Linked DNA regions of Podarcis muralis: region 2 is linked to region 1. Evidence: chromatin contacts called from public Hi-C data. All regions are on one chromosome and are shown on one strand. The core of a region is the stretch at or near the end of the contact, and the rest is flanking DNA. Distances in the headings are between cores, read along the strand shown. Region 1 holds the start of DLX2 (distal-less homeobox 2). Region 2 holds the start of DYNC1I2 (dynein cytoplasmic 1 intermediate chain 2).

What was found. Hi-C and Micro-C count contacts between places; a contact is called where the count stands out from the background.
Region 2: a contact with region 1 is called in a Hi-C map of tail, with 3 times the contacts expected there. The contact joins the promoter of DYNC1I2 here to the promoter of DLX2 in region 1. A contact is called at or near these places in 2 of 3 Hi-C or Micro-C datasets (blood and tail).

What each region holds. Positions count from the first base shown.
Region 1 is chr1:116,551,804-116,558,787 of rPodMur119.hap1.1, forward strand. DLX2 (distal-less homeobox 2) reads left to right here and starts at 2,727. Exons shown (of 3, transcript XM_028749634.2): 1 at 2,727-3,401; 2 at 3,798-3,985; 3 at 5,368-6,913. The coding sequence starts at 3,005. The coding sequence ends at 5,769. LOC114606986 (a long non-coding RNA gene) reads right to left here. Exons shown (of 2, transcript XR_003709031.2): 2 at 6,478-6,796.
Region 2 is chr1:116,835,180-116,842,163 of rPodMur119.hap1.1, forward strand. It overlaps DYNC1I2 (dynein cytoplasmic 1 intermediate chain 2), which reads right to left and starts at 3,295. Exons shown (of 17, transcript XM_028749782.2): 1 at 3,071-3,295.

The DNA of each region.
Region 1 (6,984 bases), core at 1,477-3,976:
GGGTCTGCAGGTGGATTGAAAAAGCTACATTGAGTGAAGCTGAAGTATAAATCTAATCGATGATGATGATGAGCAGCCAGTGATTTTGGTGCCAATTGAGGCTAAGGACAAACTGGTCCCTGGAGGGCTTAACTCTTGTCTCCCAGCCTCTCCTCACTTTAATTGCCCGTGGGATGGGGAGAAGAGGAAAAAAACAGAGAGAGGCGGGTTTTTCGTTTTTATTTTCATCATGTTTCTCAGAATATGAGCTGCCTTTCCGCTCAGCTGCTGTTGCAACAAGTCGATTCAAACCGCACAGGTCTGTTTCTTTCTTCTGAGGATTTCAGACGATGCACGCCAGCACAGGGTTGCGGCTTTTAATTACTATTTTGCTCGGCGGGCTGACTGAAGAGACTGGCGCCCAGGTGCGATTACGCCGTCTCCTACCTGGCCTCGCGGGCGCACGGTTTCCACGCTAGGTGGCGCTAAAAGGCAAGGTCATAAACAACCTCCTGTCGCCTCTCCAGTACAACATCCTTCTTCCTAGGGGGTGGCAGGAATCTTATCAGTCGCCGCGGGCTTTTTGTTTGTTTTTTTTAATAATGGAGGCTGCCCTTGAATTAAATCTCTCAAAATATGGGATAGCCAGCAGTGTTTTAATTTTCTTTTAAAATGCTGTCTACAACTATATATCATGATTATGTGTTGTGTCTTTATAAATCTTGTGTTAGACGATCAGGAGGTGAACTTAGTGGCTGTTGTTATTTCAAACGTTATTTCCCTGCCTAAGAACGGCTCTGCAAAGCTTATAAAGTCCAGAATTGCTCGAGGATTTGGAGCCAGGAGTTTTCGCTCCACTCCGTGTGTACGGATTTGTTTTGTTTTTCACTTTGAAAAACATTCTTACTTTGTTTTCCACTGGACGTCTCAAAGGATGGATTCCCCAGTTTAAATCGCACCATTTACCTGTAACATCGGGCCTTTCGTTTAACTCCCCCTACCTTATTCAAGCGCAAAACAGCCAGTCTTTATAGATTTTATTTCCTCGCGCAACAAAACACACACACAAACTCCTGCAATGGTACTTTGTGCATTATTGAGTGACGAAGGCAGATAGCGAAAGTAAATGGGAAGTGGGGCGTATTTGCCACGGGTTTTAGAATCTCCTCATTTCATAGATGCAAAAGCTGTAAGCATAAAAGACCAATCCTTTCCTAAGAGCTGTGAAGTTGTCCTCCACCTTCGTCTCCCCCACCCCCTAACGTCAACCCTCTTTTCGCAGCTAAAGTTTAAAAGCCTATAAGAGGTGCTTTCTTCTTGGCCTTTGAAGTCATCCTACTTATTGAAAGAAAGCGCGCAGGAGGACGAACAGGCCGGTATATTTCGTCTTATGATACGACGGTTACGCTCGTCGGACAACGTGGCTTCAGATATGGTTTTAGCAAACATTTATGCAGCCTAGTAAGCACACTTACAAGGGAGAAAAGCCCCCCCTGAACACAGCGAGGCCTTCCTACAGATTCCAAGTAAACCCTTGCGTGGCATCCCGCTGTGTGACCTGAATCCAACTAGATCAGACTGGTCTTTTTTACCTAGCAAAGGGAGACACCTTGATCATTTGACATGTTTCTGTTGTGAGCCGCCCTGGAATCTTCGGGCTAAAGGCGGTAGACAACTTTAACAACGAAGAAGAACAGGAGGAGAAGGAGGAAGAATTCTGATTTTCTTGGTTTCTGTTCTTGTATTCTTGTGTATTCTTGGTGTCCTCCTTTTGTGTTGTGAATCGCCCTGGGATCTTCCTGTGAAGGGCGGTATACAAATAATAATAAATCTGATCTTTGTTTCCATTCCTGTTTTTGTTTTATTATGTATTTTTCTGTCCTCGTTTTTTTATTTTTGTGTTGTGAACAGCCCTGGGGTTTCCGGGTGAAGGACGGTATACAAACTTAATAAATAACAATAATAATCTTGAGGTAGAACAAGAATCACCAAGCAAGAATCTAGCCTGACCGTTCCGCGTCTTCATCACAGCACACGTTTCGAAGATTCCCATTTACAGCACAGCTGTCAACGTTTCCCTTTTTTTAAGGGAAATTCCCTTATTCCGAATAGGATTCCTCGCAAGAAAAGGGAAAAGTTGACAGCTATGATTTAGAGTGAGAAGACTAAACCACTGCAAAAACTATTTTCCTTCCAACTCTAACTCCACCAGACCAGCACTCCAAACCTGAGACACTATTTGGGGGGGGGATTTTCCTCCTCCTCCTCCTCCTCCTCCTCCTCCCACCCTCTCTTCTCTGTGTGTGTCACCTGCAAGGCGCCTCCACCGCCCCGGGAAGCCAAGAGGAGAAGCAGGGCGTGGGGGAGAGAGAAAGAGAGCGAGCGCGCACTACAACGCGACCGGAACCTCTGGTTGGCTGTTGCTAGGTGACGTCGCCCGCCCTCACGTGACCGGTGTTAAATGCCCGCCTGACGGTGCCCAGCAGACGCAGACAATCCTAAAGCAGCTGCAGAAGCGGAGGCGTTGCTGCTGCTGCTGCTGTTGCTTGCAGCGCGCACGGGGGGAAAGTCTTGTGCGCGCAAACGCGCCCTGGCGCTTTGGAGAGGCGATGGCAACGGCGGCCTCCTGCCCGCCTCCTCGGGTGCAAAGGGATCCTCAGCAGTGATCTCTTTTCTTGGGCTTGGGGTTTCCAGTCTGCTTCAAGAAGGCGAACCCCCGGGTGTGTGAGGAAGAGAGAGAGAGAGAGAGAGAGAGAGAGAGAGAGAGAGAGAGAAAGAAAGAAAGAAAGAAAGAAAGAAAGAAAGAAAGAAAGAAAGAAAGAAAGAGAGGCGCGTTGTAACTTTTCCACGCGCGCCCTGTTGCCAAAGAGGAGACCTGCTTTTTCCTCTCTCTCTCTCTCTCTCTCTCTCTCTCTCTCTCTCTCTCTCTCTCTCTCTCTCGGTCCCCCTCCCCGCTGTTGGTTTGCCCTCCTGCATCCTCGGAGCGAGGGAGGGAGGGAGCAAGGGGCGGGGAGAGAGGATCAGGATGACGGGGGTCTTTGACAGCCTCGCCTCAGATATGCATTCCAACCAGATTACCTCCAGCAGTTACCATCACCAGCAGCAGCAGCAACAACAACAACACCACCACAGCTTACACAAACCCCAGGAGTCTCCCACGTTGCCTGTGTCCACCGCCACGGACAGCAGCTACTACACCAACCAGCAACAGCACCACGGAGGAGGAGGAGGAGGAAGCGCCGGGAGCAACGCGGGCAGCGGGTCCCCGTACGCGCAGATGGGCTCCTACCAGTACCACCCGAGCGGGATCAGCGCGGTGCCTTACTCCACCAAAGCCGGCAGCTACGACCTGGGGTACTCGGCCTCTTACAGCTCCTATGCAACCTACGGGGCAAGGACGTCCCCGGTCAGCAACGATCCTGGTAAGAACCAGCTCCCTCCAGGAGGGTTGAGGGGGCGGTGGGAAATTTGCTTGGGAAAGTGTGGCGCCCTGCGCTGACTTTTCCGCCGGGCACACGCAGAAGAGGAGCAGCACGTGGTTGGTAAATAATAATAATAATAATAATAATAATAATAATAATAATAATAATAATAATAATATAACTGGTTGGGTTAGAAGGTATCCTGGCGGTAGGAGCGCTCTTTCTCTCTCTCCGTTACGCGCCTGCTCTCTCCAAGGTTAGAGGATTGCGGGGAGCCATGCTGAACATAGCTACTTGTGGCAGGCAAAGCTACCCAGGAGAGGTTGGCATGTGGCTGTGGTGGGTGATGCCGCTGGGGGTGCCTCGTTATTCACGGTGCTTCCCCTTCCCTCGCAGCCGAGAAAGAAGAAGGCGAGCCCGAGATCCGGATAGTGAACGGCAAACCCAAGAAAGTTCGGAAGCCCAGGACGATCTACTCCAGCTTCCAGCTGGCGGCTCTGCAGCGGCGCTTCCAGAAGACCCAGTATCTGGCCCTGCCCGAGAGAGCCGAGCTGGCAGCATCCCTAGGCCTCACCCAAACTCAGGTAAGGAAAGAAGGCTCAGAAGCGGCTTGCACTCCGACGCGAGAAGGCTTCACGTCGGGTCCCGTCCCCCCCACGTTGGCTAGTTTATTGCATAGCAACCATTCCAGCCTTTTTTGCCAGCGGCAGTCCGGAAGGTGTTTTTTTCAGAGGAGGTTCATCCATGCAGAGGTGCCCACCATCTTATTGTTTGCCCTTCGTGAACGCAGAAAAGCGGGTGGCCTGTACAATATAGACCACCTGTAGCCGGGCAGCCTTGCTCAGACAGACCACGCATGGGCGGCGCGACAGAAGCTACAACACGCGAAATAATTCTGTTTCTGGGATCTTGACACAGTTAAACTTTTTTAAGCCCCGTCGATCGCAGTGGGGGAAGATTTAAGCATGTCTTTGTTTCCAGTGGAAGAGTTAATGTGACTTGAACGGGATCATAGGCCAGATCCTCCTTTTTGTTATCTATTCGCAGCACAGAGTTTAGGTGCGCATTGATTAAGTGCGCCTCTTTGCTTCTGGGTTTAGCTGTTAGCCTCTCTGTCTCCAACACACTCATTTCACGAAGTATCCTGTTTCATTGTACACGTGGAAGAAAAGTCACCCCGCCCCCCTCTTTATCTGGCATCTTTCAGTAAGCAAAGTTATTCAGCGTTATTTAAACCTCCTCTCGATCTGGATGAGCAACGCAGTGCTAAGAGCACACCGAGCCTCCCTTTCTCAAAGGCTGTTAGTGCACATTTAAGAAAGGAAGACACAATATCTGGTATTGGTCAAGGAGACCAGGCGGGAATGAAACTAGGGGAAACAAAAGAATGCCATTTTAAAAGGCATCTAACATACTTGGGGGGGGGGCGACTTCTGAGAATGACTGATATCAGAAATCCCTACCTCTAAACGCACACATCAGGAGGGACACACACACACACACACACACACACACACACGACAACATCTGTGGTTACAAAGACCAACACAGCACAAGTGGCCCTCTTCTCACACGCGCAGCCTGAAAACTCAGCAAAACCCAGTAAAACTGTTTACCCTGTTATTTAAAAACCGCTCTCTCCCTCCCACGTTGCCAAACCGAACCTCACGCCGAAACAGTCGGTTGATTTGCTCGTTTTCCTAGCAGCCTGCGACAGGGGGAATCCACCAGCCTGCTTTTTGGAGACAGCGGTCTCCTTTTCTTCTCTCTGTGAGGGGTCTGCTTTGGGAGAAGGGCTCCTCCAGTTAAATTAAACAAGGGTGGGTGGGTGGGTGTTTTGGGGAAACTTGAAGGGGATTGTTGACGGGGAGCTTGAAATATTGCTCTGTGGTGACCGCAAAAATTTGGTGAGAGGGGCCTCTCTCTCACTCTCGTCTCTCTTCCTGCTCCTCCTCCCTTTGTCCAGGTGAAGATCTGGTTCCAGAACCGCCGTTCCAAGTTCAAGAAGATGTGGAAAAGCGGCGAGATACCCGCCGACCAGCACCCGGGCGGCAGCAGCTCCCCGCCTTGCTCGGCGGCGTCTCCGGCGTCCACCACGCTAGCCTGGGACTTCGCGCCGCACCCGCAGCGGATGAGCAGCGGGGGCGGAGGCGGCGGGAGCAGCGGTGGATCCAGCCCCGGCGCGCCGGGCGCGACGGCTGCTTTCCTGGGCAACTACTCGTGGTACCACCAGGCGTCAAGCGCCGCTGCTTCCCACTTGCAAGCCGCCTCCCCGATCCTGCAGCAAGCGCAGCCTCACCAACACCACCCGCACCTCCACCACCACCACCACCACGGCGCTGCTGTCAGCGCAGGGACGATTTTCTAACCCGACGGCGCGTTCCGCCCGCGCGTTTGCCGCGCGCAACCCAGCTCCCCCAAGCGGAGTTGGAGGAGGAGGAGGGGGAGCCCTGTTCGCTCCGCGCTCCTGTCCCCAAGGGATAGAGAGGTACATACCCGGGTGCTTCGTTGGAGAACCGAGGTGCTCCCTACCCGCCCGCCCCGCTGCTACCCACTCCGGAGTTACTCCGACGCTGGTCCTTCCCAGGTGGTACTTCTTACATACCCAGCTGGGAGATGAGAGCCTTCCCTGAAGTTGGGACCGAATCAGGGCCTGTGGTTATCCTCCCGCACACACTTCAAATCAGAACACCCCTAATCCAGTAGGTGTCTTTGAAGTCGCTGGCAACATTCCCATTGACCACCATGGAATCCGGGTAAAGCTGTGCTCACAAACTCGCTCAAAAAGTCTCTACAGATTTTAAGGTTATTTCCCTCCCATCCGCTCCATCTATTCTTTGATATATCCCCTTCTCTTTTTTTTTACCTACCTTCTATTCTTCAAATGCGGGAGGGGGAAATTCACTCTTCTCCCATTTCGCATCCAATCGCCAGTGCAGAATTTCTTATTTAATTTTTATTATTATTTTTGTAAACTTTTTATAGGTGCCTTTCCAGATGACCTCATTTTGATGTTGGGGGAAAAAAGATTAAATAATTTTTATATGTAGATATTTAAAATTAAAAAGAACCCAGCTGTGTTTAAATTATCTTTTTTTAATGTTTGCAGGACTTTTTTTTCACGAGGAAAAAATATGTTTGTAATAACGCTGTTTTGTGCTGATTTCTCCCCTCCTTGGCTTCTTGGTGTAAAAAAATAAATAGAGAGGGGTGAAGAGTTGCATTGGACAGCCTGTATTTGTTTATGTTTGTAAACCAAGATCTGTTAATGCCATAACGTCATCCTGTTTCTCTCTGAGCAGTTTCCATATCCTTTAATTATTCTGTTTGATACCTTTTCTCTTCGCTGTCAAAAAGAATAAGCTACTGATTTTTTCCCAGTTCGTCGTTAAAACCTTTAAAACATAAAAAGGTATTTTCTTGGTTATTTATTACAAAAACAAAACAAAATCTCTCGATGTTACTTTTACACTATGAAGAGATTATTTAAATAAATTATTGTTTGCACCGGAGTTTGTTCGGCCTTCGATATTATTCCCCCCCCCTCCACTTCCGACACCTACATATTCACTAGTAGCGCAAG
Region 2 (6,984 bases), core at 2,045-4,544, 280 kb after region 1:
AGGCAACCACTCACCCGGGCAGCACATCCTACTGCCAATCTTTCTTCCTGTTTTAAATCATCCTTGATGCCTTCTTCTCTGGCAGGGAAGGAGGCACCATTCTAGGGTCCTCCTCAGGTGCCAATATGCCTTGCCCCAGCCCTAATTATAGCCCATTTCCATTGCAAAGCTGTAACTGGCTGAAGTGGGCTCTGACCAAGCTTGTGCCCCTACCTAAAATGTGTTGTCAGCTTTTCAGAGGGGAAGCCCTGTTAAGTGGGCAAAAACCTATGAAGAGTAATGAGGGGGGGCACCTTAAGAGGATTTTATGGCAGAAGCTGAGGCAGGTTCTGGCCTACAGAAGACTTATGCAGTACAAAGCTGCACCGACACCCCAGTGTCAGTGACAACATTGTCAGTGACAACGTTGAGACTGCTGTAAACATTTAATGGGCAGCGGGCAGCAATAGCAACAAAGTACCTCTTGGATCCTACCGGTTCTATTTCTGCAAAAGTGAACAACTCTAGTCTAGTTGGAGTTGGGTATCTGCCCTAATTGATGGAAAGAACACCCATGCTGGTGGGCATAAACTTGGCCTTGGCCTAGAACTGGAGGCTTAAAAAGTGTGGAAAAAGCTGCCGCAGGAAATGGAGGCATAATAATAATAATAATAATAATAATAATAATAATAATAATATCTATATACCGCCCTATACCTGCAGGTCTTGGGGCAGTTCACAGGATAAAATCACAATACAAAAACACAAAATACATAATGAAAAAAATAAATACAACACCCATCCAAGAACGCCCCCAACATATTTTAAAAGGGCACTGAATGTCAATTAACCCAAGGTCTGGTGAAAAAGGAAAGCTTTTGCCTGGTGCCTAAAGGTTTATAATGAAGGTGCCAGGCGAGCCTATGTGGGGAGAGAATTCCACAAATGGGGAGCCACTATGGAAAAGACCCGTTCTCATGTTGCAACCCTTAGGACCTCTTCATAGAATCATAGAATCATAGAGTTGGAAGAGACCACAAGGGCCATCGAGTCCAACCCCCTGCCAAGCAGGAAACACCATCAGAGCACTCCTGACATATGGTTGTCAAGCCTCTGCTTAAAGACCTCCAAAGAAGGAGACTCCACCACACTCCTTGGCAGCAAATTCCACTGTCGAACAGCTCTTACTGTCAGGAAGTTCTTCCTAATGTTTAGGTGGAATCTTCTTTCTTGTAGTTTGGATCCATTGCTCCGTGTCCGCTTCTCTGGAGCAGCAGAAAACAGCCTTTCTCCCTCCTCTATGTGACATCCTTTTATATATTTGAACATGGCTATCATATCACCCCTTAACCTCCTCTTCTCCAGGCTAAACATGCCCAGCTCCCTTAGCCGTTCCTCATAAGGCATCATTTCCAGGCCTTTGACTATTTTGGTTGCCCTCCTCTGGACACGTTCCAGTTTGTCAGTGTCCTTCTTGAACTGTGGTGCCCAGAACTGGACACAGTACTCCAGGTGAGGTCTGACCAGAGCAGAATACAGTGGCACTATTACTTCCCTTGATCTAGATGCTATACTCCTATTGACGAGGCCCAGAATTGCATTGGCTTTTTTAGCTGCCGCGTCACACTGTTGGCTCATGTCAAGTTTGTGGTCAACCAAGACTCCTAGATCCTTTTCACATGTACTGCTCTCAAGCCAGGTGTCACCCATCTTGTATTTGTGCCTCTCATTTTTTTTGCCCAAGTGCAATACTTTACATTTCTCCCTATTAAAATTCATCTTGTTTGTTTTGGCCCAGTTCTCTAATCTGTCAAGGTCGTTTTGAAGTGTGATCCTGTCCTCTGGGGTGTTAGCCACCCCTCCCAGTTTGGTGTCATCTGCAAATTTGATCAGGATGCCCTTGAGTCCATCATCCAATGAAATCATCCATCATCCAATCCACTCTTGTGGATGAGGCACACAAATAAGGCCCTCAGAAGATGATCTCAGGGTCCAGGTGGGTTCATATGGGAAAAGGAGGTCCTTGAGGTATTGCAGTCCTGAGCCGTTGAAGGCTCTATAGGTCAAAACCAGCACTTTGAACTGGGCCTGGAAACTAATTGGTAGCCAGTGCAGTCGGACTAAGACATAGCTGTCAACGTTTTCCTTTTTTTAAAGGGAGATTCCCTTATTCTGAATAGGATTCCTCGCAAGAAAAGGGAAAAGTTGACAGCTATGGACTAAGACCAGTGTGATATGCTCAAACTGTCTTGCCCCGGTGAGAAACCGGGTCTTTAAAAAAGTAATTCCAGTATAATTATAATAATAATTTATTATTTATACCCTGCCCATCTGGCTGGGTTTCCCCAGCCACTCTGGGCGGCTTCCAACAAAACACTAAAATACAATGACCTATTAAACATTCCCTAAACAGGGTTGCCTTCAGATGTCTTCTAAAAGTCTGGTAGTTGTTGTTCTCTTTGACATCTGGTGGGAGGGCGTTCCACAGGGTAGGTGCCACTACCGAGAAGGTCCTCTGCCTGGCTCCCTGTAACTTGGCTTCTCGCAGTGAGGGAACAGCCAGAAAGTCCTCGGCGCTGGACCTCAGTGTCCGGGCAGAACGATGGGGGTGGAGACGCTCCTTCAGGTATACTGGACTGAGGCCGTTTAGGGCTTTAAAGGTCAGCACCAACACTTTGAATTGTGCTCGGAAACGTACTGGGAGCCGGTGTTGGTCTTTCAAGACGGTGTGACATCCCTCCCTCCCCCCATCACGGTAAGACACTTTCGCTGCTGCCGACACGGGAAGCAAAAGCGCCCGGAGATACAAGGGAAGCAAACCGAAGGCGAAGCAAGCAAGCGCCGCTCTGAGAGGAAAGCGGCGGCGACAACGCGCGGGCGGGGCAGGGGGAGAGGCGCGGCTCCGGGGCGTCGTCCCCCCCCCCCCGCGGCTCCACCCCTCCTCCTCCTCTCCGCGCGCGCCCCCCCTCCCCTCGCACCCTCAACGGTCACAGGCTGACCGTTACTCCTGAGGCCACACGGCTCCGAAGCCGCCCAGGGTCTCTCTCTCCCCCCCCACCCCCGCCGCCTGGAGGAAGCGGGTGGGGCTCACCCCGCCGGCGGTCTCGAAGGCCGCGCTGACCTGTCACCGGGGCTTTTCCTCCGCTCAAATTGCCCCCGCCGGCTTTGCTCCGAGATGCTCCTTCACAAAGGGCGGCGGGGAAGGGGCGAGACGGCAGCGGCTTCCAGTAAGGCGGTTGAGACCCAAAGCAAAGCCCCGCCGGAGACAGCTCAGCATCACCTGACGAGACGCGCATGCGCCGAAATGAGGCGAGGAGACTGGACGGAGCAGCCGCCGCCGTCCCTTGCGTAGCTTGGGCGTTGGGGAGTGTGGAATGAGGCGCATGCGCGCGGCGAGAAACGCGAGTGACGTACCCTCAAACGGTCGACGGGCGGAAGGGCGGTTTGTCTCGGGGCCCAGGACTAGGTTGCTCCACTGTTTTTCTGTGTGGGGTGTTTTTGTTTTTAATAGAGCGAAGGAATCAGTCAGCCACTTGCTGACATCTCTCAGATATAGCGTTGGTTAAGGGGAGGTAAGGACTACAATTCCCAGCATGCCATGCGGCCAAGCCTCGTTCCCGCCCACTTGCCTTACTGTCAAGCCTTCAGCCTCTTGTAAAAGGAGGAAGAGCGGTGCATTCTGGGAACCGCCATGAGTTGCCCCGGGGCGAATTGGGAATTGCAGTCCGCTTTCCGCGCTTGGGTTGCCTGAAGGAAGCCGAAAGTGAACCCGTTGCTTGCTCTCCATCTGGTCCGGCGGCTGAAAGTGAGGCGCATCCTTACACTGTGCATCGCTTGCCAAATGCAATTTACTCAGCGGATGTTGGTCCTGATAGGGGTTTCTGCTGTTTTTTTCATAGCACAGGTTGCCCGAAATCTGATCCGGACGACGTGACCCACCCACTCGGAAGTAAATCGCACTGAATTCAAGCTGTGTGACTCCCAAGTAACGGGCAACAAAATAACACAGTAGTTCTGCTGGGCGTGGTCGGTTGCGCTTGCTTTTGGCCCCGAGATCTGATCATAGCTGTCAACTTTTCCCTTTTCTTGCGAGGAATCCTATTCGGAATAAGGGGATTTCCCTTAAAAAAGGGGAAACGTTGACAGCTATGGATCTGATGCGTGTGCGCCAATTAATGTTGCAGTAGCATCACGAAATTAAAAGACGCCTGCTCCTTGGGAGAAAGGCGATGGCAAATCTAGACAACATCTTAAAAAGTAGAGACATCACCTTACCAACAAAGGTCCGTATAGTTAAAGCTATGGTTTTCCCAGTAGTGATGTATGGAAGTGAGAGCTGGACCATAAAGAAGGCTGATCGCCGAAGAATTGATGCTTTTGAATTATGGTGCTGGAGGAGACTCTTGAGAGTCCCATGGACTGCAAGAAGATCAAACGCATCCATTCTTAAGGAAATCAGACCTGAGTGCTCACTGGAAGGACAGATCGTGAAGTTGAGGCTCCAATACTTTGGCCACCTCATGAGAAGAGAAGACTCCCTGGAAAAGACCCTGATGTTGGGAAAGATGGATGGCACAAGGAGAAGGGGACGACAGAGGATGAGATGGTTGGATAGTGTTCTTGAAGCTACAAACATGAGCCTGACCAAACTGCGGGAGGCAGTGGAAGACAGGAGTGCCTGGCATGCTCTGGTCCATGGGGTCACGAAGAGTCGGACACCACTAAACAACAACAACGACAACAAGCATGTGCTTTCTCCTCACCCGACACCCATTCTAAGAAAACAAAACAACAAACAAACAACAAAAACCACCAGCAGGGTGACTCGCTGCTGTTCATTTCTGAGAGCCCCTTCTCCATAGGGACAGAAACAGCACTTTGACATTGTCTGCTGTCTCTGCCTTTGGCTGGACGTTTTACAGAAGGTACAAAGGCACTGTGGTAGATTCGGACCCATTTCCTTCTCTGGACACAAGACCTTTGCAGTTCTTTGAAGCTGAACGTAGAGCTGGTCTTTCTTCACTCTTGAAATGGGGAACTTGTGGCCCCTCAGAAATTGTTCAGACGCCCAACATCTGCAGTCATCATGGCCAGTGGTCAGGGAATGATGGGAGTCCGTGTCTAGCAACACCTAGAGGGCCAAATATTGTCCAACCCCAATCCCCTTTTCCAATATGCTTAGTATAAATTATTAGGAACTTGAGCAGGCCAGTTACCATTTCCCCCGCAATTGCTCCAGTTTCCTTTTTTTCTTTTAGCTTCATTACATTGATTACAGCTTTGTCTTAGGAAAATAATCAAACTTTTGAATTTTTCTCTTATCTCTATCAGATGAGAATTTGAACAGTGCATCTGTGTAAACAATAGAGGCTGTTATGTAGTTAGTTATTTTGCACAATTTATAGAATATCTCAAACCTTAAAGAGACTGCTCCTTCTCATATTGCCAGTATTTATCAGGGGAACATGAGCGAATGGCTAACTATCATTTGTAATGTTCGGAGACAACTCACATTGCTTAAAAGCAGGTTGACAGCAGGATATATGAAGACATTATCAGGGCCATTTTATATTTCTGCTGGTTGGAGTTGTGCAACCTGACACCATAATCTCTGTGTCAGTTGTATAGATATCCTCAACTACTGTCACTCTTTCTGACAGCTTTCATAGCTTTACTGACAATGCTCATCCAAGGAATACAATCAATGCCAGATCTGCAAATTTTGCCATAGGGGGCAAAAGTATGCACCGTCACCCTGTTTTGTGATGCTCACTGCCCTCAGGAAGAAAAACTGTCTGCATTTCTGTCTATTGCTCCATAAATCTGCAGATACAGATTTGTTTTAAGACCATTAAAAACAAGCTGCTGCCGAACTGAAAGAGCAGCAAGACTCCTGGATTCATTTTCTTTTTACTACCGTGTTTGAGGATTTTTTAAACAATCGAGCGGTGTATAATTTTTATGAAATAAACAAATAATTAACCTCCATATACTGAGGGACTAGAAACTTAGTAAATGAATATATCTACTAGTTGGGGTAAATATGTGCATATACAGTATATTCCAACTAGAAGAACTAAGGTTAGCAGCAGCCAAAAGCCCTGGAATGGGGCATTCCAAGGAAGGTGTTGGGCAAGTCCAGGATCTGCTGAATCCTGAACTAGTCCCACTGCCAGGGGCAAAACTAGGCTATATTTCATCTGGGTCAAAGACCTAGTTTGGCACACACCCAGTGCACATTTGCGTACACACACAGGCTGCGAGTCTCAATGGCGCCCTTCTGGAGGCTTCACTTGGGGCAAAAGACCATGTCTAGCTCTGCCCCCCCCCCCAGTAGCTACGACTCTACTCCCTGCCATCACATGACAGCATCAGGCCTGATCTGTTGTCAGGGACTGGGCAGAAGAGGAATGGTGGAGACTACCTCCCCAGCCTGACCCTTCCAGAGAAGAAGGAGACAGTTCAGAATTACAGCAGGGGTTTGAGGGAGACCACAGCTCAGAGGCAGATGAGGGGAAAAGCTGGGAAATAATGGGAGAGGAGGAGGAGGAGGAGGAAAAAGAAGAAGAAGCACCAGGGGAGCGACAGCTGATGGACTTGGTGTCTTTAGAAAGCAATCCAGACTTCCCCTTTCCCAGAACCTGGCGGGCATTGAAAGTAGGAGAGCAAAGAGCTCAAAGGCAGAGGGCAAATAGCAGCACCCGTAGCGATGACTCATGAAGAATTGGAAGAGGCGGAGGGAGTGGAGATTCACTCAGGGCAACACCATTATTCTGAGAGGCTGCATTCCCAAGCCTCTCTGTGTGAATATTGAATAAAAGCAGATGATAAGAACTTTTCCTTCTCTTGTCCGTTCTTGACAGCTTGCTGTGGGGGTTGGTTCCTCCGCCGCCTGACATCTGGACCCAGGCACTGTGAGGCTAGTGCAATGATCTGCCTGCTCCAACCAGCCACCTTTCCTCCGGTCAGTGTGCACAACAGTGTTGTGGGTGTGTTGGTGCCCCA